Linked DNA regions of Hordeum vulgare: region 1 is linked to region 2. Evidence: chromatin contacts called from public Hi-C data. All regions are on one chromosome and are shown on one strand. Each heading gives the region's core, a stretch centred on a gene start, on an enhancer-like site or on the middle of the called end of the contact. The rest is flanking DNA. Distances are from core to core; before and after follow the strand shown. Region 1 holds the start of LOC123449268. Region 2 holds the start of LOC123449265 (heat stress transcription factor A-9-like).

What was found. A called contact is a pair of places that touch in the nucleus more often than the background predicts.
Region 1: a Hi-C map of leaf shows a contact between it and region 2, with 3 times the contacts expected there. The contact joins the promoter of LOC123449268 here to the promoter of LOC123449265 in region 2. A contact is called at or near these places in 2 of 6 Hi-C or Micro-C datasets (leaf and seedling).

Annotation. Positions count from the first base shown.
Region 1 is chr4H:525,424,503-525,429,025 of MorexV3_pseudomolecules_assembly, forward strand. It overlaps LOC123449268, which reads left to right and starts at 2,416. Exons shown (of 3, transcript XM_045126415.1): 1 at 2,416-2,987; 2 at 3,085-3,812; 3 at 3,896-4,523. The coding sequence starts at 2,664. The coding sequence ends at 4,295.
Region 2 is chr4H:525,146,661-525,151,441 of MorexV3_pseudomolecules_assembly, forward strand. It overlaps LOC123449265 (heat stress transcription factor A-9-like), which reads right to left and starts at 2,952. Exons shown (of 2, transcript XM_045126412.1): 1 at 2,668-2,952; 2 at 374-1,231. The coding sequence starts at 2,952. The coding sequence ends at 374.

The sequences.
Region 1 (4,523 bases), core at 1,166-3,665, 280 kb after region 2:
GATCAGTGATTCACCAGCCACTACATTCTTAAACTTCTCTGCCATTTAGATCGGAGAATTTATAGAGGAAATCGGGTTTTAAATTTCCAGAAACCACACGATTATATAGCCAAAGGGAATACGCCGCGCCTAAAATCATCCCAAGCGCAGCTAAAAAAGGAACCAATCCTATTTCGGCACCCTTTAGAGGCTATCGCTCGTTTACCGCAGATCTCTATCCCACAGCTGGCTAATAAAATCGCCTTGGCAATGTGTCAAGTCCTTCCAGTCAGAGTTCAACTCTTCAGCGAAAGTGAAAAATCTACGGTCTTCCATCGATGAAATTGGATGAATTGTTCAAATGTTGTCGCTCCTCCATGGTGAGGCACAACATTCTCACCCTGAAACTAAAACTCTAGGCAAGTAGACTCGCTCATACGGACGTACTCGTCAATGAGATCACCGGGCACTCCGTATATAAGCATTGAGATGGCGGCAGTGCATTTTTGATAAGAGGAAAAACCTATCTTGCCAACGGCATCCTCTTTGCACTCGAAATAATCATCATAGTCGACCACCCCCTCACTAATACGGTTGAAAAGATGCCTACTCGTACGGAAACGGCGACGGAATTTTTTATGTTTGAACAACGGGTTTGTTGTATCAAAGTAGTCCTTCCAAAGAAGGAAATGCCCGCTCTCTCGGTTGCGATTCAATGCCGGAAGGTGGCCTGGAATGGAGCCACCGAACAACGGCCGTTGGCTATTGAGGTGGTGATGAACCAACACGGCAGCCAATATCTCCTCCTCGTCATCGAACGACGAATCGTCGGAGTCGCAAAGGAAATTGTGAAAAAAGAACTCGTCGACGGAATCCATTTTGTACCTTGGCAAACTATCGAACAACTTGTGGGCGTCGACGAAGGAGACGGCCGGCAAAGGGAGTCGCGGCGCGCACGAACCAGCTAGCTGCCCTGCTGGCGTTCGACGAGTGGGTCGGCGTCCGACAAGCGTGCCGGTGAGGATCTCGCCGGGCAGCAAGGCGGCTTCTTTGGTCGGGGCGGGCTGTGTGGTGGGGGCGCGGGGGTGGGAAGCAGTCGGCTCCCCGACGGCAAGACGGCGGCGGCGGGCGACGTGGGAGCGGGCGGTGTTGCTGGGCGGATGTGGAGGCGTCGGCAGCTGGCAGAATCGCCGGCAAAAATGGGTGGCGGCGGCAACGAAGGAGGCAGGCGAGGGTTGGATGGGGGAATGCCAATGTGCCACCGACCAACGGACCCGGGGAAGGAGAAGGCGAGCGTGCGCGTGTCCATCGCGTGTCCGCGTCAACACAAATCCGACTCAAAAATGAACCGGAAATGAATCATCCACGGACAAAAACCGAACGCGCGTCCGTTTGGGTCGACGTGTTAGACTACCTTTTGTGTCCGCATCGACTCAAACGAACGGTAGCGGAGGTCGACAGCAGGGAGGGGGCGAGAGACCCACGAGTCGCCGCGCGTATCGCGAGAGCCCATCCGCAAGCCTCTAGTTCAAAAATGCCGTCCAAGTTATCACCACCTCACAAGCAGGTATTCTGAATCTGAAGAATTAGCTCAGAAAAATTCTATACGATTCCACTAGCCCTGGCAATCAAAGAAGTGACGCTGCTACAGTAGTGAAGATTTCATCGCGTGGAACACGAGACGAGAGTAGTTCAACGCATCACGAATTGCCGTTTAAACAATATATACGTATACTCCAGCGCATTCCCTTTTAAACGAGGCCACTTGCAGATGATTCTCGATCTAATTTATCCTACCAAATACGTATATGCTTGCGTACGTCAACGTGAGGGATGCTGTGCAATCTGTTTTGGGCCGCCGCTCGGTGTCGAGTGAGGGTCGGTGATCCGTCGCTGTCGGACATGCCTGGCTTGTCAAACTAACGTTGAACACACCTCGCGCGTTCGTAGCTGCTCCCTCTGTAATGAAATATAAAAACTTTTAGGTCATTAACATATTGATTTAAACATTTTTATATAAGAAATATAAAGTATTTAGATCATTATAATATTGATTTAAATATTTTTATAATTTTTTATGGAGGAAGCATGTAAGAACATCTTTAGCAGACGCTCTATACAAGCAGCGCGCTGTAAAGGAGCTGGTTTTAACGTGTGCGGACTCGATTTAGACGCTCCAGCAGCCACGTAAAAATCACACGCGCGGTATACTCAATCCAACGCGTGGAGCAAAATGGTATCGCGTGTTGTTTATTTGATGCGCCCGTTAACGCGTGTTGTAAACTCTGAACTGCTGCAAATGAGACGTTGGATTGAGCGTTGTGATATCACGCGTCTGTTTGAGCAAACGTCGTCCAACGCGTTAAAAACATCATTTTAATGTTGTATATTTTTTTAAGGCGTATAAGTGGGTTTCTGTTGAAGATGCTTTAATAATCATCTACTAGCAGCAGAAGAAGAAGAGAAACGTGCGGTTATGTACATTTAGTACAATGCCATGCAAGAAGAGTGCGGATGCAGTGCACCGAACCAATGGAACATGCGGCGCCACCGATCAACGAAATCAAATTATCGGCGACTTTCTGTTGATCTCCGTCGAGACTCACTGGAGGGCGATCCTTATTTATGGGGCTTTTCCTTGTGAACTCCCGGAGCGGCCAAGGCGAAGAGGATCCAAGTGAGGAATGGTGGTGAGCACGAGCACCGACACGTCGGTGCAGCGGCGGCGGAGGCAATGGACGCTGGCGCTGGTGACGGCGGCGTCGCTGCTGGAGCGCGCGGACGAGGCGCTGCTGCCGGCCGTGTACAGGGAGGTGGGCGCCGAGCTGGGCGCGTCCCCGGCCGCGCTGGGCTCCCTCGCGCTGTGCCGCGCGCTCGTCCAGGCCGTGTGCTACCCGCTGGCGGCGTGCGCCGCGGCGCGCCACGACCGCGCGCGCGTCGTGGCCGCGGGGGCCTTCCTCTGGGCCGTCGCCACCATGCTCGTCGGCGCCTCGGGCACTTTTCTCCAGGTCAGCCGTCAGCATGCTTGCTACTACTTGAATCCATACTTGTGACGGTGCCAACTAGAGCTAAAAATTGGGACGCACTGCTCCTTGCTTTTGACAGATGGGGATCGCGAGAGGGTTTAACGGCGTTGGCCTGGCGCTGGTGTTGCCGGCGTTGTCCTCCCTGGCGGCCGACTACAGCGACGACACGACGCGCGGCTCGGTGTTTGGGTGGTTAGGGATGGCGAGCCGGCTGGGCGCCATGGCGGGGGGCACGCTCGGCGTGCTGCTCGCGCCCACCACCTTCCTCGGCGTCCCCGGCTGGCGCCTGGCATTCCACATACTCGCGCTCCTCAGTGTCGCGCTCGCCGTCTCGACGTGGTTCCTCGCCTCGGACCCGCGTCCGCCCAGCACGTCCGAGAAGAGCACGGTCTCTGTGGCTAGGGAACTCATCATGGAGGCCAAGGACGTGGTGCGGGTGCCGACGTTCCAGATCCTGGTGGCGCAGGGGGTGGCCGGGTCGGTGCCGTGGACGGCGCTCACCTTCGCCGCCATGTGGCTGGAGCTCGTGGGGTTCACGCACTGGGAGACCAGCGCCATCATCAACCTCAACCAGCTGGCCGGGGCGCTCGGCTCGCTGTTCGCCGGGTTCGTCGGCGACCCCATGGCGCGGCGGTTCCCGAACGCCGGCAGGGTCGCGCTGGCGCAGGTGAGCACGGCGTCGACCGTCCCGGTCGCCGCCGTCCTGCTGCTCGCGCTGCCCATCGACCCCTCGGCCGGGGCCGCGTACGCCACCGCCTTCGCCGTCCTGGGCTTCGTCATGCCCTGGTGCCCACCGGCCACCAACAAGTGAGTGATGATGGTGGTGCACGACCGTTCATAATTTCTGTGCTTGCATGCACTGCTGCTTACCGACTGACGTCCCTTTGCAGCCCTATATTGGCAGAGATCGTGCCGGAGAAGGCGAGGACGACGGTGTACGCGCTGGACAGGTTCTTCGAGACGATCTTCGCGTCGTTTGCGCCAGCCGTGGTGGGCATCCTGGCGGAGCGGGTTTTCGGATACAAGCCGGCGTCCGGCGCCACCGGGAAGACCGAACGGGAGAACGCCGCCGCGCTGGCGAAGGCAGTCTTCGCGGAGATGGCCGTGCCGATGGCCGTCTGCTGCAGCATCTACTCCTTGCTCTACTGCACGTATCCAGCAGACAGACAGCGCGCGCAGAAGGCAGCTCTGGTTGCGCGAGGAGAAGAGGACTGTGAAAATGCTACTTGTAGTACTACTGCTACTGGAGTTGATAGCTTAAACCAGGCATTGCTTGTCAGAAGTGACTAGCAACATATCTAAGACAGGTTTGGCTACATGGACAAAAATGTATACGCTTCTGTCCAGAAATACTTGTAGGAGAAATGACGTATATATTAGTTGACATCCATTTTTTTCATTTTTTACGACAAATAATTCCGGACGAAGGGAGTATATTTTTTAGGTTCGCTCAGGAAGGCAATTTACAGGCTTTACAGCCATTTATATTCAAGACAAGATCTCAGATGCAATTCTTAA
Region 2 (4,781 bases), core at 1,702-4,201:
AATATGTCACACACACTAGAGAGTAACTTTTGTTCCCACAATTCATCAAGGGCAAAAGAGTCATTTTACAACCACATTTAACACCGTTAGTGTTCAGATTGCACTACAGGGCCATATTAGGAAGGAAATGAAGTTTAGATGTCAAATAGGGAAAAAAATAATATTTAGGGCCAAATAGGGAAGAAGAATTTAAGAAAGGGCCAAATAAGGAATTCTCTCTATAAACTTTGCAAAATCCTACTAATCTGAACTCCACTTGTGCACCTGAAGTGCATAGCGTGTCATTGTGCATACAAAATTAGCAGCTACATAGAATACAGTCTCTGCATGCTTTGCAGAAAAAGAACAAAAGAAACATTCGGCATACAACAAACTAGGGAATACCATATTGAGGGTTATTGTGGTTATGCTGTGCTTCCATCTGACAGTCCTGCTCTGACTGTGGAGATTCATCATAATCTTGAATAGTTAAAGTAAGTTCCCCGTCTTCGCCAAACCACAGTTGCATGTCATCAAAGTCTGGTAGAGCAGGCATGTCAGCAAAAATGTCCCCGGATGAACCTTGTGTGTTGAGGTTGTCTGAGGTCGTTTCAGTGTCGATGTCCATGGGCATGTTAAGTGGAGGACTTGAGATTGGTTCTGCGGTGGCCGACAAATATGCTTCATCTGCTATTACTTGGCTAGAGGTTTCAGGGACAGGGGGGCGATACTGAATAATTTCGGCCCCTGCGCCAGAAGTCTCCTGATCAGTTACAGGACCCTGCTCTAGAGCAGGGAACCTCCTTTTCTTGTTTCCATCCTCATAACGCCAGCTGTTCCTGCGCTGCTGCTGCTGCTGCTGCACAAGCTGGTTGAGAAGACTAGGGTTCTGGACAACGATTGCTAGAAGTGCCATCATCTGCTTCTGGTTCTGTTCCATTAGTTGAAGGCGTTGAATCAAACTCTGGACTTCAAGGTTAGAGCTTTGCTGGTAGTGCCTGAGATCCACAAGCTGCTGCATTAGAAGAGCTTTATCCCTCTTAAGGGTTTCCACCTCCTTTACAAGCCCGCCATATCTTCCTATTTCAATATTTTCAGTACCAGGTGAAGCTTTGACAGGTGCCTTCTCCAACTCACGACTTGCTTCCTGAGGTCTCTTCTTTCTCTTAATGATTTTCAGAAGATGCTTTTGGCCCCTAAGAAACCCCTCATTGGCCCACTCCCATCTATCAGGGTCAACTTTACGAAATCCCTAGATAGCAAGAAGAAGCATGGATAAGTTGACCAAATAAATGCATAAAACCGAAGATAGAGAAGATAGAGTGCATCCAAAACATACAACAGCGCTATTTATGCAAGGTTTTCTGAAGATAGCAGATCATGTGATGCTTCCACTGATTTCATTGCAGTGTTGAAAGTTACTCCCTCTGTACCTAAATAATTGTAGTTGGGCAGAACTAGACTAGTTTTCCCCAACTACAATTGTTTAGGTACAGAGGGAGTACATGCTTCATGAGGAAGTTTTACCAAAAGTATATATGGAGCCAAGAGCAGCAATTCATGTGGTCCATACAAAATCTTTAAGAGCAGGTATACAATCCAGTGACAAAAAATCAGTCTGCTCTTGTACTCAGCAAATGGACATGAAAGAATCGGTATAAAAATTGGAAGGAAAAGCTGGTAAGTATTGAATCCCTGGCTGCAAGAATCTGGCTCCAGCCACTGGATACTGATAGGCACTCCTCAAAAGCACAACATCATTCATCAAATACCTTTGGGTATGTAAAACAAAGTTCCAATCAGCATAAAAGAAATGCTCACACAGAAGATTAGCTGTCAGCCAATGATATTATGTCAATGCAAACCAAACATTTATTTGATTTCATTCAGAAACACCACAGTCAGGATACTATTTACGTTAAGCATGAAGCGAAGACACTACATGAAGTAGCTTCTTTCTCTTATAATACTATATAAATAAAGTTCCGTAGATGCCAAATATATAGAATCCAAAATACAGAAAGGAGTTTCGACAGCATGCATTCCATACCAATAGCACTAGAGGCAGGTTCAGCAGATAGTTATTTTGATCAGATCCACAAAATTCCATTGGTCACAAGCACAACTGTATTTCATATATATAAAGAAGGCTGCTAAAAGCATTTTGACTAGTGAATACCAAAGCATGGACAGATTTGGCACAGCTGTTTTAGCCCGGATCGTTAAGTCCCCATATTACTCCAATTCAAAATGTATTGTCACAACAAGCACGAAATTGAACATAGGAACAGCCTGTAACAAACAGGCATCGAGAGAAAATGATGACGCGTTCAAACAGGTTTGTCCAATTTACATCGGAAGCTACCCCAGAGAGTCAACTGCTGACAAAATCCTCAGCTAGCCGCAACAGCACATTACGAATATACTCCCTCCGTTCCTAAATATAAGTCTTTTTAGACATTTCAACAGGGGACTACATACGTAATAAAATGAGTGAACCTACACATTAAAATATGTCTATATACATCCGTATGTAGTTTTCTATTGAAATGTCTAAAAAGACTTATATTTAGGAACGGAGGGAGTATATATTTACAATAAAGGAAACATGCTCCGCGATAGCAATAGCACCCAATTCAACTCAAAATCATCGGAAAGGGGCGAGGAGGGCGAGCGAGGGGATCTCACATAGGTGTTGAGCTGGCGTATGAAGCTGCTGAAGTTGTTGTGCTTGAAGTGGTGGCGGAGCAGGTCGCGCTCGAAGGCGTGCGCGTCCCAGATCACGAAGCTGTTGCCGGCGTCGGACCACGACATGACCCTGTCGGTGGCCGCGTCCGAGACCATGTCGTAGACCTTGGTGAGGAACGGCGCCACCTCCGGCGGCTTCGGCACCGCCCCCACCGGCGCCGGCGCGGCCCCGGCCGAAGAGGGGCCCGCGGCGGAGGGCGGGGGCGAGCCTTTGCTTGAGCCCATGGCGGAAACCCTAGCTTCCTTGGAGATTGAGGCGGCGACGTGAGGCGAGACGGGAGGAGGGAGGCCTATCGGAGTGGGGATTTCGGATGATTTTGGTTGAATTTTTGTGCGCGTTGGGTCGGATTTGGGGGGCTGCGACTTGTTCCTGCCTGTGCTTGGGCTGCCTTCCTTCAGGATTAAGAAAGAAAGGAAGAAATCTATGGAGTTCAAAACGAGAGGAAAAAAAAAATGTGTGGTAGGGTAGGTGATATTTGTGCGTGCGTCAGACCACGCAAGGCGCGTGCCCGGAAATTGCTTTAGAATAAAAAAATAACGCAGAAAAGAAAAGCACGTACGTGTTTTCGACTTACAGCTGCGCCCTCGTGTTTTTATTCGACGATGACTTGTGGGCCTGAGTGCGTCGGGACCCACGTGTCGGCGTGCGAGAGTTACGCGTAAGGCGTGACGATTTCATGTGCGGCGAGAGTTTTCCGCATTTTGCGCTTCTTCTTTTTTGCTGTGGGGCGGAGGAGCCAGTTTGGTTGCGTCGCGTCCCGCTCGATGGCATGGGCGGGGCCGGTGGGAGCTGGGAAGCAGCGCTCCGTTCGAACAACTCTTAAAGAAAAGGACGAAGGAGGAATTCACACGGAGAGACTGATATGTGGCCCTGGAACGACGGGCCAGATGGCAAGTACGGGTGTCGCGGTCATGCAGGGGCAAGTCGCCGACGTCATTGCTGTCCTTGGGCTTGGAGTTAGACTGGACTGGAATTACACTGTCAAACTCGTTTCCACACGCAAGGACCAGGAGCTCGTTCAGTCCAGTCTAGTCCAACGTTAGATGGGCCTGTTCGACATAGAGGCTTGGACCGGCCGAATAACATTTGCAGGAAACTAGGCGTCAACCGAATGATTACGACAGATTCAGGTCATGTTTGTTTTAAAAAGTCATAGGTTTTTTTAATCATAACTAAATAAATTCTAGTCACTATCTGTTTGGTTCCAGGGATTAAATATAAACTTCAGGTTATTAAATAATATATTAAAAGACCATGTTCCCCCTATAAATGGACTAGAGGTCATACCTGGCCAAACGCTGGCCCGGCACGGCACGCCCCGTGCTAAACGTGTCTGGTCCGACAAGGCCCGCCGATGCACGTTTATTAATCGGGTCGTGACGTGCCAGCCAGTGGGTTGTGCCTCCAAACCCAGGCACGGCCCCGTTACTAAACGAGCCGGCTTGTTGGTCCGATTAGCACGCTGGGCTGCATAATTTTAGCCTCATGGGCTTATTGTTAGGCTTATTGGAACATATATTATGTATATATATGTATATATATATATATTAAAAATATCTAAAAATATGTATAAAAAAGGATCGTGTCGTGCCCAGCCTCCAGGCCCAGGCATGACCCGTTCAAATCGTGTTGTGCGTGGCCCATGGCGGGCCATGTCGGCGGGCTCGCGGGCTGGCCTGTTTAGCCCGGCCCGTTTGGCCAGGTATGCTAGAGGTTATTAAATGACATTCTAAAAGGAGGGACACTGTTGAAAAGAGTCTTAAAAAGACTCTTCCTTTGGGACTTCTTTATTTAGTCCCAAATGTCCACTTTTAGTCCCTAAAAATCCTTCATGTTTGGTTTAGATGAGACTACTTTTAGTCCCTACACCAAAGTCACTGTAAACAAACACCTCCTCAACTCAAAAAAGAGAAAGACTGATTCTCGCAGAAAAATCAATCGGCTCACCGAGCGTCTAATACTCATCCCCCCCCCCCCCTTCATCGCCCCCCCCCCCCCCCCCCCCCCTCTATCATAGAACCCTCGATAAAGAATCAAAAGGTACTTGAAGACG